Linked DNA regions of Mus musculus: region 2 is linked to region 1. Evidence: chromatin contacts called from public promoter capture Hi-C data. All regions are on one chromosome and are shown on one strand. Each heading gives the region's core, a stretch centred on a gene start, on an enhancer-like site or on the middle of the called end of the contact. The rest is flanking DNA. Distances are from core to core; before and after follow the strand shown.

The links. Capture Hi-C pulls out chosen DNA fragments and counts their contacts.
Region 2: a promoter capture Hi-C map of adipose tissue shows a contact between it and region 1. The contact joins two enhancer-like sites. A contact is called at or near these places in 4 of 39 promoter capture datasets (the C10 cell line, cranial neural crest, hematopoietic stem and progenitor cells and 1 more), 2 of 484 Hi-C or Micro-C datasets (B cells and liver), 9 of 115 datasets of contacts at active chromatin or transcription factors (the SCID.adh cell line, bone marrow-derived macrophages, effector CD8 T cells and 4 more) and 3 of 9 other capture datasets (adipose tissue, liver and pancreatic islet).

What each region holds. Positions count from the first base shown.
Region 1 is chr9:21,327,500-21,332,056 of GRCm38.p6, forward strand. All of the region lies in intron 1 of Slc44a2 (solute carrier family 44, member 2), which reads left to right. Among named protein-coding and RNA genes, the nearest start is that of Gm39302, 8.7 kb to the left of the region's middle. Within about 2 kb of position 2,657, at least 62 of the 459 cell types and tissues checked have an H3K27ac peak or open chromatin away from gene starts, as enhancers often do. A contact at or near this core is called in adipose tissue, bone marrow-derived macrophages and hematopoietic stem and progenitor cells, where this site is marked.
Region 2 is chr9:21,451,193-21,455,749 of GRCm38.p6, forward strand. All of the region lies in intron 1 of Dnm2 (dynamin 2), which reads left to right. Among named protein-coding and RNA genes, the nearest start is that of Gm46104, 12 kb to the right of the region's middle. Within about 2 kb of position 2,004, at least 100 of the 459 cell types and tissues checked have an H3K27ac peak or open chromatin away from gene starts, as enhancers often do. A contact at or near this core is called in adipose tissue, bone marrow-derived macrophages and hematopoietic stem and progenitor cells, where this site is marked.

The DNA.
Region 1 (4,557 bases), core at 1,407-3,906:
CTGGACTCCTCCATATCTCTATCTTTTTAGACTTATGATTTTAGTTCTATATGTATGGGTGTTTTGCCTGCATGTATGTCTGCACTGTGTGGGTGCAGAGGTCAGAAGAAGAGGTCGGGTCCTCTGGAACTGGAGTTACAGATGGTTGTGAGCCAGGGTGTGGCAATGAGAAGGGGTCCTCTGTAACAGCTGTGCCCAGTGAATACATTGTAGCAGGACTGGAGGGAGCGAGGGCTTAGTGGTTAAGAGCACTGGCTGTTCTTGCAGACAACTCTTCCTTTCCCAGAACCCAGGTGGTGGCTCAAAACCATCATTAACTTCCGTCCCAAGGTTCTCTATTCTGACCTCTGCTGGCACCATGTGTCCCCATTGTGCATAGAGAGACATGCAGGCAAGACACTCAGGTAAAATAAAAACCAATAGTCCTGATTTAAACAAGCTTTAAATTGGTTACTTTGTAGCCTTATCCAAGAAGGAGGCTCGCCTTGCTGAGGAGCAATAATATGCAGTACTGTTACCCTATGAACTAGGCAGGAGAGAATAGTGTGGGCGATGAGACTAGGGTGTGGGTGAGACTCAAAGTCAGTGAATGTCTCTTTGGTTCATCCCAGCACCAAACACGTGGAGGTTAGAAGACAGTAGGTTACAGATGTGCTGGGTCTGTGGCCTGCAGAAGCACCTGGAGAGAAAGGGGAACTACTCAGAACTTGTCTCGGAGAGGAAGTGAGGGTAAAAGTGGTTTCTTCCTCTCTGACTTTTGACTGTTGTATGGTTTTGTTTTGTTTTTAAATCTGTATTGAAATGTCTGCATGTGTTTATGACAGGGTCTCTAGTAGCCCAGGCTGTCCTCACACTCAGGTTCAAACTCAATTGAACTCCTGACCTGCCTCCCTTCACCATCTGAAGGCTGGGGTGACAGGCATGTTCCACCCTGCTCAGTTGATGGGTTGCTAGGGAAGAGCCCAGGTTTCTCAGGTTTTACGCGAAGCCAGCGCTCCACCAATGACACCTGTGAGCTTTTATTTATGTATTCATTCTTTCATTCATTTTCTTTTTAAAAAAATTATTATTATTTATTTATTTAATGTATGTGAGTACACTGTAGCTCTCTTCAGACACCCCAGAAGAAGGCATCACATCCCATTACAGATGATTGTGAGCCACCATGTGGTTGCTGGGAATTGAACTCAGGACCTCTGGAAGAGCAGTCAGTACTCTTAACTGCTGAGCCATCTCTTTAGCTCCATTCATTCATATCCTGAGACAGGGTCTCTCTATTCAACTCTGGGTATCCTGGTACTCAATATGTAACTAGGCTGGCCTCAAACTCAGAGATCTGCTTGCCTCTGCCTCCCAAGTGCTGGGATTAAAGGTGTGTGCCCCTATGCCCAGCTTTTAACTAATTTATGAATTATTTATTTTTAGAGGTAAACTTAGGCTGATCTAGAATTCACTCTGCAGTCTCAACTGGTCTCACTGGTCTCAATTTTACCATCTCCCTGACTTGTTACTCCAGTGCTGGGATTGCAGGCATCAGCTCCCAGGGTCAACTCCATCTTTTTCTCTCCATCCCTTCACTGCACGGGCACTGCCCCCAAATTCTTGTCAGAAGAACTTGTCTGAGGAGCCAGACAATCTCTCTGGGCCAGGCCCAGACTTCTGGGAAGACGGGGAATGTGTGGGTGAGGCCTTGGACACTGGAGCCCTTGACTTAGCCAGTGTTTGAAAGTTGTGGGGGCAGGGTGCCACTTGATGTCCCAGCAAAAGCATCGTGGCACACTGCCTGTGTTGGTTCTCTTATCTGCCCCGCCCCCCCCCCCCCCCCCCCCCCCCCCGTGCTTGGGTAGATGAGTCCTCATGCCCAGCTTGGCTGGATGGACCTTCCTCCACTGACTTCCCAGTCCAGCTGCCCTGTTCTTCCCCACCACCTCTCTCTCTCTCTCTCTCTCTCTCTCTCTCTCTCTCTCCTTTTTTTTTTTTTTTAATTTTTTTATTTTTTGAGACAGGGTTTCTCTGTATAGCCCTGGCTGTCCTGGAACTCACTTTGTAGACCAGGCTGGCCTCGAACTCAGAAATCCGACTGCCTCTGCCTCTGGAGTGCTGGGATTAAAGGCGTGGGCCACCACGCCCGGCTTCTCTCTCTCTCTCTCTCTCTCTCTCTCTTTCTTTCTTCCTTTCTTTCTTTCCTTCTTTCTTTCCTTTTTTTTGTTTTTTTTTGTTTGTTGGTTGGTTTTTTGGTTGTTTGAGATAGGATTTCTCGCTGTGTAACCCTGGCTGTCCTGGAACTCACTCTGTAGACCAGGCTGGCCTCGAACTCAGAAATCTGCCTGCCTCTGCCTCCCGAGTGTTGGGACTAAAGGCGTGCACCACCACCGCCCGGCTGGGGTTCCCTCTTAGGTGACCCTAGTTGTGTCAAGTTGAGGTAAAGTTAGCTATCACAGGGATACTAGGCAAGTGCACTACTGCTGAGCCCCGCCCCCGGCTCCTCCATAGTGGATTCTCAGCAAGGGTTCTACTGCAAGTCATGCGCTTGTGGGGAGCAGGGGTTAAAGAGAATGGTTTGTCTCATACTTGGAGGTACAGTCAGGGGGAGGGGAGGCACCAGGAGCTTTAGGCAGGGGTCACATGGCATCCACTGTGTGGAAAGAGAATGACGTCATTAGGGTGGCCTTGCACCCTTTCTGTATTTGAATTTGTCACATTCTGTTCTCAGCCTCCTCAGTAGCTAGGATGGCAGGCTCATGTCACAGACCCAGCTCTATTATAAAGCCACCAGGGCTCTGCCACAAGGCAAAAGTCCCTTTCCTAATCATCTCCCAAAGGCCCCACTGTGTACAGATAGTCTTTGTCTTAATATCTCCCAGTGAGGATTGTAGCTGGGGACGGCACAGACACATTCCAGCTCCCACACGCAGGAGCTACCGGAGAAACGGCCAGATTAGACGCTGAAGGGCTTGATCATCAGTCTACATGATTGCTATGTTGGCCACCAGCTGTGGGGATTAACCAAGTGGCTTCAGTTTAACTTCCTGTCAAGTAAGATCCCACTTAACTTAGCTTTTTCTTTTCTATTTTCATTTTTCCTCCCCCTCCCCTTATGTGTGTGTGTGTGTGTGTGTGTAAGTCTCTGTGTGTGCAAGTGTGTGTGTGTGTGTGTGAGAGAGAGAGAGAGAGAGAGAGGGAGAGAGAGAGAGAGAGAGAGCATACACAGCTTCGCCTGCTCAGGTGAGGTGAGCGTGGTCCCAGCAGAGGCTGGAGGCTGGAGTTCCAGGAGCTCAGGCTGAGCTCTTAATGGCTGAACCGTGTCTCTGGTCCCCCAGTCCCTAGTCCCCATCTTGTTGTGTTATTGTGACAAGGTCTCACGTAGCTCAGATTTTGAAAAAGATTTATTGGGCCAGGCATGGTGGGCTGGGCCTTTAAACCCAGCACTCAGGAGGCAGAGACAGGCAGATCTCTATGAGTCTGAGGTCAACCTGATCTATAGTGAGTTTCAGGACAATGTAGACAGATTGCTTTGAAAAAAAAAAAAACAGCAACCAAAAAGATGTATTTAGGGCTGGTGAGATGGCTGAGCAGTTAAGAGCACTGCTCTTCCAGAGGTCCTGAGTTCAATTCCCAGCAACCACATGGTGGCTCACAACCACCCGAAATGAGATCTGATGCCCTCTTCTGGTGTATCTGAAGACAGCTACAGTGTACTCACATATAACAATAAATAAATCTTAAAAAAAAAAAAAAAAGGACTGGTGAGATGGCTCAGTGGATAAGAACACCTGACTGCTCTTCCGAAAGTCCAGAGTTCAAATCCCAGCAACCACATGGTGGCTCACAACCATCCGTAACGAGATCTGACTCCCTTTTCTGGAGTGTCTGAAGACAGCTACAGTGTACTTACATATAATCAATAAATAAATCTTTTTTAAAAAAAAAAAAAGGATGTACTTATTTTGTGTGCATGTTTGTGCCTTGTGTTTCATGAATAAGGCTGAGTACAACCCGCTAGACTCTGCTCCTCTGGCGGCCTCACCAGTCCAGGGGTGGCACTGACTCTCGCTGTTTTCTTTTGTGTGTGGTGTGAGCAACTTGAGAGTTGAGTACTGAGGTAACCTTATCTTCCTCTGCAACTCTCTGCCTTTGTTCCTTTCTTTTTTTGTGTGTGTGTCAGGGTTTCTCTGTGTAACCCTGGCTGTCCTGGAACTCACTCCGTAGACCAGGCTGGATTCGAACTCACAGAGATGTGCCTGCCTCTGTCTCTCAAGTGCTGGGATTATGGCGAGAGCCACCTCGAGCTCTGTTTTTTTCAGGGTCTTACTATGCAGTCCTGCCTGACCTGGGACTCGCTGAGATTAAATGTGTGCGCCACCATGGCCAGTTTATGCCCATTGTCTGACAACATTTCCTGAGGAAACGAAATACACTTGTCCCCTCACCCTAGATAGGGAACCCAACAGACCAAAGTGGGGCGGATACCACCAAAGACCAACTTGGTGAACCATGAATTTTACTGGGGTTACTTACAGGAATAATGGGTGTGGAGTTACAGGAGAAGTGACTCAA
Region 2 (4,557 bases), core at 754-3,253, 120 kb after region 1:
AGTTCAAATCCCAGCAACCACATGGTGGCTCACAACCATCCATAATGAGATCTGACTCCCTCTTCTGGAGTGTCTGAAGACAGCGACAGTGTACTTACATATAATCAATAAATAAATCTTTAAAAAAGAAAGAAAGAAAGAAAGAAAGAAAGAAAGAAAGAAAGAAAGAAAGAAAGAAAGAAAGAAAGAAAGAAAGCAAGCAAGCTGCGGGAGCTAGAGGTGGCCCAACTGACCAGATTGTCCAGGAACGTTCTAGAAGTAATCCAGTTCTGGATTACATCTGGGCCTTGAGGAGTTCTGGAGTCACAGCCACCAAGACACTCTAGCTATTTCCTGTCCTTGTTCCCCGCCCAGGCTGGCTCTCGGATGTGACTGTGAGCAGGTGGCACTAGGCCTGAGTGCCAAGGGTGGGACTGATTTGGGTCCTGCCGGATTCCTGGCTAGGGAGGGACTGCTGGGCAGAAGCTGGGTGGTACGTGGTAAGCAGCGCCAGAACTGAACTCACATGGCCAGGCAGGTGCCGGGTTGCCACTACCACCACCTGAGCTTCAGTGTCCTTGTCTGTGAAATGGCAGAGTCAGTCCTTCATCCCACCTGTTTTGTTCCCAATTCTGGGTCAGTAGAAGGGGAGATTGGGGAGAGCAGGCTTGGTCCTGCCATGATGTGGCCGCTGCTGGGATAGAAGCATGGTGTAGGGACAGACAGGTAGGGAGGAAGAGGCTTAAGGGGCTTACAGTCAGATTTGGCCTGTAATGGGGGAAGACTGAGCCTGTGTGGGCAGGCAGGGATGGCGTTGATAGGAGCAGGCTGTGCGTGCAGAGTTTAGCAGGCAACAGGAAGGCTTCACCCTGTCACTTGAGAAGAGACACACCCACCTTCACCAGAGGCCCTGGTCAGTTTGCCAGAGATAGCAGGTGGAGCTTATGCGGCATGACCTCTAATCTCATGGCTTCAGGCTCCGAGGTCTCCGGAATTACGGAGACGGGGAAGGGTCTCCACGCAGGACCTTTACCTACATCCTGCCAGGTTTCTCAAGCAATGGCTGACTCATCCTTCCTTGCTTCTGTTTGGCTTCCCTCCCTGGAGGCCTGGAGACCCACCTCCAGCTGTTGGTTCACATAGCTGTCTCTACCTTCTCCACTCTCTCTGTACAGAAAAAAATAAACAGACCTGGGTTTTGGATCAGCCGTTGTGCTACCTCTTTTTTGTCCCCTCCCAGGAGCCCTTTTCATCCTCCAAGGGGCCTAAGGCTTAGAGCCCTAGAGGCTCTGAGGAGGAAAAGCTGTTTACAATGGTCCCTGTCACTAGTCCTGTGAACGGGGATGTCCTCCTATGCCATAACTGAGCCACTGCCCAGAGAGGGCCTGATAAAGAGCCCTCTCTGGGCAGTGGCTCAGATGCCTTCTGTCTCTTCAATAACATTGAATCCTAGCAGCCGACACTGATTTATAAGGCACTGTTCAAGCTGCTGGTGACTTGACCAAATGCAGGAGCTCTGATCTGTTACAGAACCAACTACCATCTGTCTGAGGCTGAACTAGCAGGAGTGGGAAGGAAGGAAGGATAGGCTCTCAATACAGCCTCTGACTATTACTAGGTGGGCAGTCCCCTAGGGAAGGGTGGCTTGGCAGAAACCCCTGCAAAGGTCAATGGTTTGTGGCGAGAGCCACTAGTGAACCTAGATAGTCTGGAGACCCGGACTGTATTGGTCCAGCTCTGAGTGGACACAAGACCTTTGTAGAAAAGCTTTCTGAATATCTGTGTTGGGGAAGGGGTATTTGTGTGTGTGACTTATTAACATACTGGCCTAGCATTCGTGTAAAGCCTCAAGTCCATCAGCACTACATAAACATGGTGATGCACATGTGTAATCCTGGCACTTGGGAAGTAGAGACCGGGAAGGTTAGGAGTTACAAACCATCCTCTGCTCCATAGGGTTTGAGGCCAGCCTGGGCTGCATGAGTCACTCTGCCAAAGAAAAAAGGGAAGGAAACAGAAGGAGGCAGCTCCTTTTCGGAATGAGAAATGATGCAACACTTTACACTTAACTGACCACCTACCATGTGCTGTCCCTGTACCAGGCCTAGAGAAATGATCTTACGTTTACGTATCGAGGTGTGGATGTCTTTGAGCCAGAGTTCTCGACATCCCCCACAAATTTGTTGCCATCCCTCACAGTTGGCAGAGTTTTACTAACCAGGAAACCCAGACCTGAGAGAGAAGGAAGCAGACCCACGTCGCATAGCACAGAACTGGCTAAGTGGGACTAGAACGTTAGGGCAGCCAGGACACACAGGAAAGGTCATAGCAACAGCTAAGAAAAGTACTCAGGCCTGTGGAGGCAGGTGGCCTGGGGAAGGAAGAACTAGATAGCTGGAGGCTATTGCTGCTGCCAGCTAAGGACAGTTGGCATTTGTAGGAGAGCTGTCTGGGAAGCCATAGTGTGTGCTCTGCTGCACTGCCCAGGAAATACTCTTTAAAAAAAAAGAAGAAGAAGAAGGGCTGGAGAGATGGCTCAGCAGTTAAGAGCACTGACTGCTCTTCCAGAGGTCCTGAGTTCAATTCCCAACAACCACATGGTGACATGCAACCATCTGCACTGGGATTCGATGCACTCTTCTAGTGTGTGTCTGAAGACAGCTGCATTGTACTCATATAAATAAAAAAATAAACACATCCTTAAAAAAAGAATTTTTTATTTTATGTATGAAAGTGTTTTGCCTGTGTGTGTGTGTGTGTGTGTGTGTTTATGTATCATGCCTGGTGCTTGAGATCAGAAGGTGATGGATTCCCTAAGTTAGAGATGGCTGTTAGTCACCATGTTGGGTGCTGGGAATTGAACCTGGGTCCTCTGGAAGAGCAACTAGTGCTCTTAACTGCTGAGCCATTGCTCCAACTACACACACACACACACACACACACACACACACACACCCCACCCTTTTAAAAATAGATTTCTTTTTATTTATGTGTATGAGTGCTATATCTGTAGGATGCCAGAAGAGAGAATCAGACCCCATTATATATGGTTGTGAGCCACCATGTGGTTGCTGGGAATTGAACTCAGACTCAGGACCTCTGGAAGAGCAGCCAGTGTTCTTAACGGCTGAGCCATCTCTCTAGCCTCTTCTCTTCTCTTTTCTCTCTCATTTCCTTTCCTTTTCTTTTCCTTTCTTTTCTATGAAAAACACGCACACACACTTTTTTTTTAGACTAAGCTGGCCTTGAATTTAAAGAGATCTGCCTGCCTCTGCCTCCCAGTTGCTGGGATTAAAGGTGTGCACTGCCACCCCCCACCTGTATCAGACACCCATTTTTTTAAAACAGGAGAAAGAAAATGTTAGATTTTTATTTTACCTATCTTATCTAGATGTCTAGTGTGTGTGTGTGTGTGTGTGTGTGTGTGTGTGTGTGTGTGTGTAGAGGGATAGTCTTGGCATGGAAGCAGTGGAGTCTAAAGGACAACTTTCCAGAGCTCTGTCCTTCTTCTTTGTGAAACTTAAGTCTTCAAACTTGGCAGCAGATGCCTTTACCCCCTTAGCCATTTCACTTTGCTTAGTCCCAGGGTTCAGGGAAACTGCATGACGTCAGCTCTGGCTGCCGGCTCCCAGTCTGCCCAGTGACATGACTGCTGTCTCTTACTTGGCTTCTGCCTTCTCTGTTGTCTTCCCGATTGACCACCAAGGCCCCAGTCTTTCCTTGTGAGAACTGGAGCTTGTTCTGGGCATCACAGCCGTCACCATTGAAACTCTCTATATCCCTTGTCTGGGACAGAGGCTGGTGATGTCTGAGGCGTCACCATTGTCCTCAGGCTGCCTGACATCTCAGATTGACCAAATGTAAAGTCACTGCACTGCTGTGTTATGTGTTACTGGTCCTGGAGAGGGGGGGGGGGTGTTCAGGGACAGATTCACCCTCTGAGAGGCTGCATTGTAGACTAGAAGCTGAGATTCTGGGACCTGCTGATCAGGGTCTTCAGATGGACCTCTTGTGATTCAGTCTGAGTTGCTGCCATTGCTGGTGCACCGCAGCCTTGGGCAGGGCCCAGTCTCTGCACCTCACTCAGTTCTCTGAGAAGAGGCAGCTGAGCTACCTGGGATCTCCCTGCTGTGCTGTTAAATCCACACAGTGCTCTACTTCCTGCTTGTCACACCTGTGCTACTGCTCCACAGTGCCTACAGAGTATTTGACTAAATTAGTGAATTGATTTAGTTTAGGACTTTTGAGACAGGGTCTCAACTCAGGCTGGTCTATAACTCTCTGTAGCCAGGTATGACCTTGAACTCACTGACCATAACTGTTTACAGATTTACAACAGCCATCATTGTTGAGGAAGAGGGTGTCTCCTCCCTCTCATGCCTCGCTCCTTGGGCTCTATTGTAGTTCAGTGGTGTTTTCTTTAAGATCAAAACAAATCCTCCTTACTTGGTCCACCCAGGAGGAAGTTCCTTCGAGAAGATAAAAGACTCTTTTTCTTTTATGTGGCTGACTGCCTAAGCTTTTGGATGGGTGTTAGTATTGACCTACACCCCCCACCCCCCACTAATGTCGGATGGG